Linked DNA regions of Sus scrofa: region 2 is linked to region 1. The links are chromatin contacts, called in public Hi-C maps. All regions are on one chromosome and are shown on one strand. Each heading gives the region's core, a stretch centred on a gene start, on an enhancer-like site or on the middle of the called end of the contact. The rest is flanking DNA. Distances are from core to core; before and after follow the strand shown.

What was found. Hi-C and Micro-C count contacts between places; a contact is called where the count stands out from the background.
Region 2: a Hi-C map of subcutaneous adipose tissue shows a contact between it and region 1, with 2.2 times the contacts expected there. The contact joins two enhancer-like sites. A contact is called at or near these places in 5 of 47 Hi-C or Micro-C datasets (blood, embryonic fibroblasts, epiblast stem cells and 2 more) and 1 of 2 datasets of contacts at active chromatin or transcription factors (skeletal muscle).

The regions. Positions count from the first base shown.
Region 1 is chr3:52,256,412-52,259,727 of Sscrofa11.1, reverse strand. The region is part of intron 1 of IL1R1 (interleukin-1 receptor type 1); the gene reads left to right. Among named protein-coding and RNA genes, the nearest start is that of IL1R1, 77 kb to the left of the region's middle. Within about 2 kb of position 1,852, at least 9 of the 83 cell types and tissues checked have an H3K27ac peak or open chromatin away from gene starts, as enhancers often do. A contact at or near this core is called in subcutaneous adipose tissue, where this site is marked.
Region 2 is chr3:52,374,018-52,377,333 of Sscrofa11.1, reverse strand. IL1R2 (interleukin 1 receptor type 2) reads left to right here. Exons shown (of 9, transcript NM_001243363.1): 5 at 392-563; 6 at 2,650-2,712. Among named protein-coding and RNA genes, the nearest start is that of IL1R2, 29 kb to the left of the region's middle. Within about 2 kb of position 1,828, at least 19 of the 83 cell types and tissues checked have an H3K27ac peak or open chromatin away from gene starts, as enhancers often do. A contact at or near this core is called in subcutaneous adipose tissue, where this site is marked.

The DNA.
Region 1 (3,316 bases), core at 603-3,102:
TTAGTGATTTACTAATAAGGATGTAAGAGGCAAGAAGGAATCAGTGGACTATGGCCTCTTCTGCCAACCCTTGGACCCAGCTTTCAACCACCCTCAGAGCAGTGATGGAGAAGGGTAATTACTGTTGGATAGCAGCTCACCAGCTGCTGAGGTGTTGCCAAATTGTTTGTTCTTAGGAAAAACGAGAGGAAGGAATGGGTAAATCTTAAGGTCATATTTGGATTTGGGGGAAATGATTTTAATGATTCAATAGCTATGGTACTCTGGAGTCTGCCCAGATTTTCCTTCTGCTTCTATTGTCAGACGGCATGGTCTGTTCTTACTCTTGCGGATATTTTTGCTGTCAGAGGCTTAGTTCTCATGGGCTGCGCTATTTCTTGGGAAATTATTGAGTAACAACCCTAGAAAATAATCATTCTTCTAATCATTCTTGCAGTGAGCATTTGCTGAAAAGTATGAAGTTATAGCTACTTCTTTTACTCAAAATAGTATTTTGAAAGCTAAATCTACTTGGCCATTTCATAACTCTCATTTTTTCTTTATTTTCTGGTGAGAAAGTCATATCAATAATCTTAAGGAACTCCGTACCTGGGTATTGTTCAGAGGTGATGCCGGGGATAGATGTCATTTTAATTTTGAGTGATCTCACATGCCAGGCTGACTCTATATAGTCAGGACAGGCCATGGAGAATCGTGAGCATTCCTGAGTGTGGTCATTGCTTTGTCTATTATCATGCTAGAATCTAACAACGGTTATTATTATCTCTCATAGTTCTGTGGTTTGATGGGATTCAGCTGGGTAGTTCTCCTTTGGGGCCTCTCCTGTGATAGAAGCTGACTAGAGTTGATTGGCTTAAGATCCAAGATGGCTGGCGCTTCCATGGCTGGGGTAGACGCTGGCGGTCAGCTGGGGCTGTGGACTGGAGTGCATCCATGTTGGCCTCCATGTGGCTTAGGGTTTCTAATAGTGTGGCAGTCTCAGGAGAGTGATACTTCTTGTTAGGCTGCTTTGGGCACCAAGAATTAGTGTACCAAGAAGCCTGGGAAGAAGCGACAAGGTTTTTGATGACCTTGTGTCAAAAGTCCCAGAATGCCAATTCCACCTCATCCTGTTGGTTGGAATTGGTTGAGTAAGTCACTGATTCAAAGGGAGGAAAATCAGACTTTGCCTCTTAATTAGAGGAGGAGTGACAGGTTTTCAGCCATCTTTAATCTACACAATAACCGTATTCAACACAAACTACTTAGGGAAAATAAATTGGCAGTTATGTTCAGAAAGGATCAAAGAGTTGCATGCAATGTGAAAATCCGGATTTTGGAAGGTGCTTGGGGAATAGGGAAAGTGACAAACTGAGGGACGAATTACAGAAACTTGCAGAGAACCAAAGATGGTGGGAATTACAAATAAAGAATATTAGATTTAAAACTGCATTTAATGAGTTCCCTTTGTGGCTCAGAGGAAACAAACCCAATTAGTATCCATGAGGATGAGGGTTCGATCCTGGATCCTCGCTCAGTAGGTTAACAATTCAGCATTGCCATGAGCTGTGGTGTAGGTCACAGATGTGGCTGGGATCCCGCATTGCTGTGGCTGTGGTGTAGGCTGGTAGCTGCAGCTCTGATTCGACCCCTAGCCTGGGAATTTCCATATACCACGGGTGCTGCCCTAAAAAGCAAAACCCAAAACAAAAGAAAAAAAACAACAACTGTGTTTAATGAAAGCAGAACTTTTGTTATGTGTCTAGCATATGACTAAGGTTTCAATCAGCTCTTCTTGGATGATGTAGGAAGGTCGATGACAGCTGCCTTTGGATGGTGATGAATGGTTTGACTATTGGGGCTTTTGTTTTGTGTGTTGAAGCAATCATCAGACCAAAAACAGCTGGTATAAGAGAGGGACCACTAGTCCAGTTCTGTTAAGTGTTACCAGTTCTTGAAAGTTACTAGTCTATTGGCCTCAGGAACTTACTGTGCTCTTTCTGTGTTAATGTGGGAAAAATCAGGTCCAAGAAGCCTCTGTGGTCATTTGCATTCACTGAGCAACATGAAAGCTGAAATTAGAATTAAGAGTTGGCAGGGCTGCCTGCCATGTCTGTCTTTTCTTCTTCCCCTGCAAAGGAGGTTAAGGCATAGTTTATTGTCTGTGGAAGTCTTATGATATTTTATACTTTCTCCCCAGCTCTCATCTCTTAGTGCACACGTGGATGCCTGATGGGTAAAGGTCTTTAAAAAAATCAGAGGAACTTGAGTAGAAGGAGGATAACAGGAGCCCACATAAAACTGCTTAGAGAAAGGGAGAACATTCAGCTGATTAAAACTGAGAAATTGCAGTGATGGGAGGTAGGAAGAGACACAGATCTAAAAAGTGGTTATTTGGAGGTCAGGGGATGGAAAATGTGTGAAAGGAGCCAAAAAAACGAGGCCATAGAAGGAAGTCCATCTAGGACAGCGGTTTTTAAATCTGTCTCAGGGAACGCTCTGGTTCTGTGAACAGTTACTGGCAGTTCCATAAATAAAAAATAAGCGTAGCCAGAATCACAGAGGCCCTGTGTGCAACATGTAATAATTTTTTATTTTTTTTCCACAGCTGAAGGCACCTTAGCTCATGAATCCTCATTTCCATCTGAAGCCAGAAAAAAAAACCTTGCCAAAGCAAAGTTGTTTAGTCTCCCTGGGTAAAAGACTCAGTCTCTTTGTGGGTAGCAGCATGATCTATTTAGAATTTTTCTCTCTCCAAATGGCCTTTCCTTTCTGGGCTGGAGTTCTGCAGAGGTGGTGGAGGTGGATGGCCGTGGATGGTGTGTGGCTTGTCCTGATGTCCAGGGAGGGGTTCTGCCCATAAGTCATCCTTTGGACTTATAGTCCTTGGCTGGGATCATGCTGTTCCCAAATGCAAAGGCTCAGTGCCTCTAAAGTCCCTTTCGTTTGCAGCAGCATGGATGGAACTAGAGACTCTCATACTGAGTGAAGTAAGTCAGAAAGAAAAAGACAAATACCATATGATATCACAAATACCATATGATATCACCATATAATATAGGGCACAAATGAACCTTTCCACAGAAAAGAAAATCATGGACTTGGAGAATAGACTTGTGGCTGCCAAGGGGGAGGGGGAGGGAGTGGGATGGGCTGGGAGTCTGGGGTAAATGCAAAATATTGCTTTTGGAATGGATTAGCAATGAGATCCTGCTGTGTAGCCCTAAGAACTGTGTCTAGTCACTTATGATGGAGCATGATAATGGGAGAGAAAAGAATGTATACAAGTATGTGTAACTGGGTCACCATGCTATACAGTAGAAAAAAATTTGTATTG
Region 2 (3,316 bases), core at 579-3,078, 120 kb before region 1:
TGAAGGCCTCCCTCTGGCTGGTTCTGTTCTGTAGACCCCACAATGCCTTTTGTCCATCCAAATGAGGCCTCATCTCTCATATTTAGTTTTGTCGTGCATTTTTTTTTCTCCATCTCTACTGCCTCCTAAAATGGAAATGACTTTTAAAGTGATGAATGCATCATTATCTCTGCTGCATTTTGTTCTCCAAGTCATCGTGACTACATCATAGCACTCCTCCTGGAGTTTCCCAAGTATGTCCCAAAGGACAATATTTGCAAAGTAAATGCCGGGGTATTTCATGGGCTGCAAATTCGATAGTGATTGATTGATAATACTTACATACGCTGTTCATAGCTTTTGAGATGTTAATTAGGATAGAGTGTAACTCTGAAAACCTTTTTCCCATAAGGAGTCTGTCCCTTTGGATCAAGGTGGTGAGAAGTTTCTGAGTGTGAGGGGAACTCGCTTACTCGTAAACAATGTCTCTGTGGAGGATGCGGGCTATTACACCTGTGCCATGACATTTGCCCATGGAGGAAGGTCATACAACATCACTAGGAATATCAAACTCCGTATCAAAAGTAAGTACAAGCCATGGAAGATGCCTTTCTTCACCCTGGTTTAGTGACAAGTGTGCAAGGAAAAAAGTCGGGTTTCACCTAGAATTCCTTGACTATCTTTGTACAAAAGGAAAATAGATATGACATCTAAGTATCAGGCTTCTGAGACGTGTGACACTTGGAAATGTAGGAAGCAGGGTGTTTTCATGAGGAAAAGTGAATCCCCAGGTATTTGACAGGGTTCCCAGTCTGAGGCTAAAACACATACCACTAGAGGGGGCCAAATGCTGGCTCACTTGGAAGGTCCCTTTGCACCTCCAGGTCCAGCCGTCAGAACAGTTGCCATAACTTTAGGTATGATTCTAGGATACTAGGATTGTATTGGATTTTTCAGTTGCAAGGCTATGCACTGGCAGGGCGGGTGAAAATTGCCCTTTTTGGTCTTCCCCGGGCATGTCTAGTTACCTATGAAACCAGGCTTATAGAAAAGGGAGGGCTCTCATTGGTTTAAATGAATTCTACCTAAAAATTACATTGTGGACAATATTGACCAGTATGTCAAATTTGTCCATCATTTCTTCCAAACCTCCTACATGCTGGATGTCAAGGCTAGGGGAAGGGCCACACAAGGTTTGAAGTCCTGGCCCCTGTTCTGGAGAATATGGCACTTTTATACACGGAATGACGACACAACTGATGAGAGCTCTGCATAGTTCCAAATCTCTCTTCCACTATAGTTCCTTCATAGTTCCAACAATTAAGGTCGGAACCTTAATCGTTACAGCGATTAAGGTTACATTGTTGGTCTATGAGGGAAAAAGACCTTTTTTTCTCCCAGAGGGTCCAGAGCTTCAGAGTTACTTTAGGGAAAATCGTGCCTCCTACGAGCGGAAATCTCTATTTTCTTTGATTGTTCTATGAGGATTCGTGCACATTAACACCTTGCTCCCTGACGGGGGAGTGGAAGATGGCAGAATCCCTCCACTCCTGCGATTTTGAAGGGGCCCAGGATTAGCCTATTCGTGTGATACTGCATATGAACACAAGGGTGCGCCAACCCACGCATTATTCTTTCATGATTACGCTGTCTCCATTGTTCCTAAACGGTGGTCCTTTTTCAGACCCAGCGCATCACCTGGGTATCATTAGACATGCAAAATCTCAGGCCCCATCCCAGACCTCCTGAATTAGAAACGATTAGCAATCTGTGTTTAATAAGCCTCCAGGCAATGCTGATGCATAGAGAGTGTGGACCCACTGACGTATCTAGTCCTGGAAGCTTCCTTTCCCCCTCCCTGCTCCCCAGCCTCCCTGCAGCAGCCCTGTGACTGGGGAGGGAAAGGCTCCTGGTCACCGTCACGGTGGAGAAGCCAACTGCTCCCTGGGCTCTCCTGGGATGCTGCCTAATGCTTCCTCCTGTTAGGGTTTCAAATGCTCTTTAAGAGGTGAAGGTGGAGACCCGCAGCCCTTCATCCACCCCAAGCTGTCCTTTTGGCTCCAGTTCTCCGGCCCGGGGTTTCTTCAAGCTGCCAGGAGACCTGACTCTGGGAGAGCTGGGTTCTGATTCCTCCCTGAGGTGCCAGTCTTCTCAGTGAGCAGGACCCTTTCCCCAAGCTGGGTCACTCTGCTTGTCCCTCAGTGTGGAGTGAGCATCTCAGACAGGTGGTTCCTGAGCCCCTGTGCCTTTTTCATATTGAATTTTTTGTAGGTAACGCCAGTGTCCTGCTGCAGGCACTTGGGGAAGTGCTGCTGGAGTGGGGGGATGAACTTTAGGGCCAGAAAACTTTAGGGTAAAACCTTTCTGGTGGACATGGTGAATGTTCCTATTAAGTGTTCCTCCAGGAGGCTGGGGAGGGAAATGGTTAACCACTACCCCATCTGTTGGTGGAATGTGTGTTTAACTGTGGCTTCTTCCAGGAATCTGTCTTCTGGGAAAGGCATTGGCCCAAGAGGCTCTATTTGGTGGAGAACCAGTTTCCTTTCCAAGCCTCACAAATGCTGGCCCTGTTGCAGAGGACAATTCAGTTAATTAGCTAAACAATAGAACTTCACCCTCATTTCAAATGAAGGCTTTCCTCCCTGACTCTCTTCCTTGTGTCTTTCTCAGAAAAAGAAGAGGAGACAATTCCCGTGATTATCTCCCCACGCCAGACCATATCTGCTTCACTGGGTAAGGGCCATGATCCCCACGGGTGCCTGCTGTCCCAAAGTCGGGTCCTGCGACCCCTGTGTCATCGACCACGCCCGCCCTGGGGTGTGTGCAGGTCCTGGGTGGAGACCCTCTGCAGTGGGAGAGGCTGAAATAGCAAAGGCCAGGGAACATTTCCCTTTGTCCAGCACTGTCAGAAATGGCCTTTTGGAAACAGGTATATTTTGCTTTGTGAAAACCCCACCTACAAAAATCTCAAGGCAAACATCAGACCATTCTGGTAGTTATACACAGTGGGAAAAGATTAAGGGTCCGCGCCTGCAGTATATTTAAAATAATTCACTTGGGCGTTCCTGTCGTGGTGCAGTGGAAACAAAATCAACTAGTATCCTGAGGATGACCCCAGGCCCTGCTCAGTGGGTTAAGGATCCAGCATTGTTGTGAACTGTGGTGTAGGTTGTGGACACGGCTCAGATCTGGTGTTGCTGTGGCTGTGGTGTAGGCCAGCAGCTGCAGCACTGATTTGACCCCTAGCCTGGGAACTCCCATATGCTGTGGGTGCGGCCCTTAAAAGCAAAAAAATAAATCACTTTGCCAACACTTGGCTGGTGCTCTGTGTTTCCCT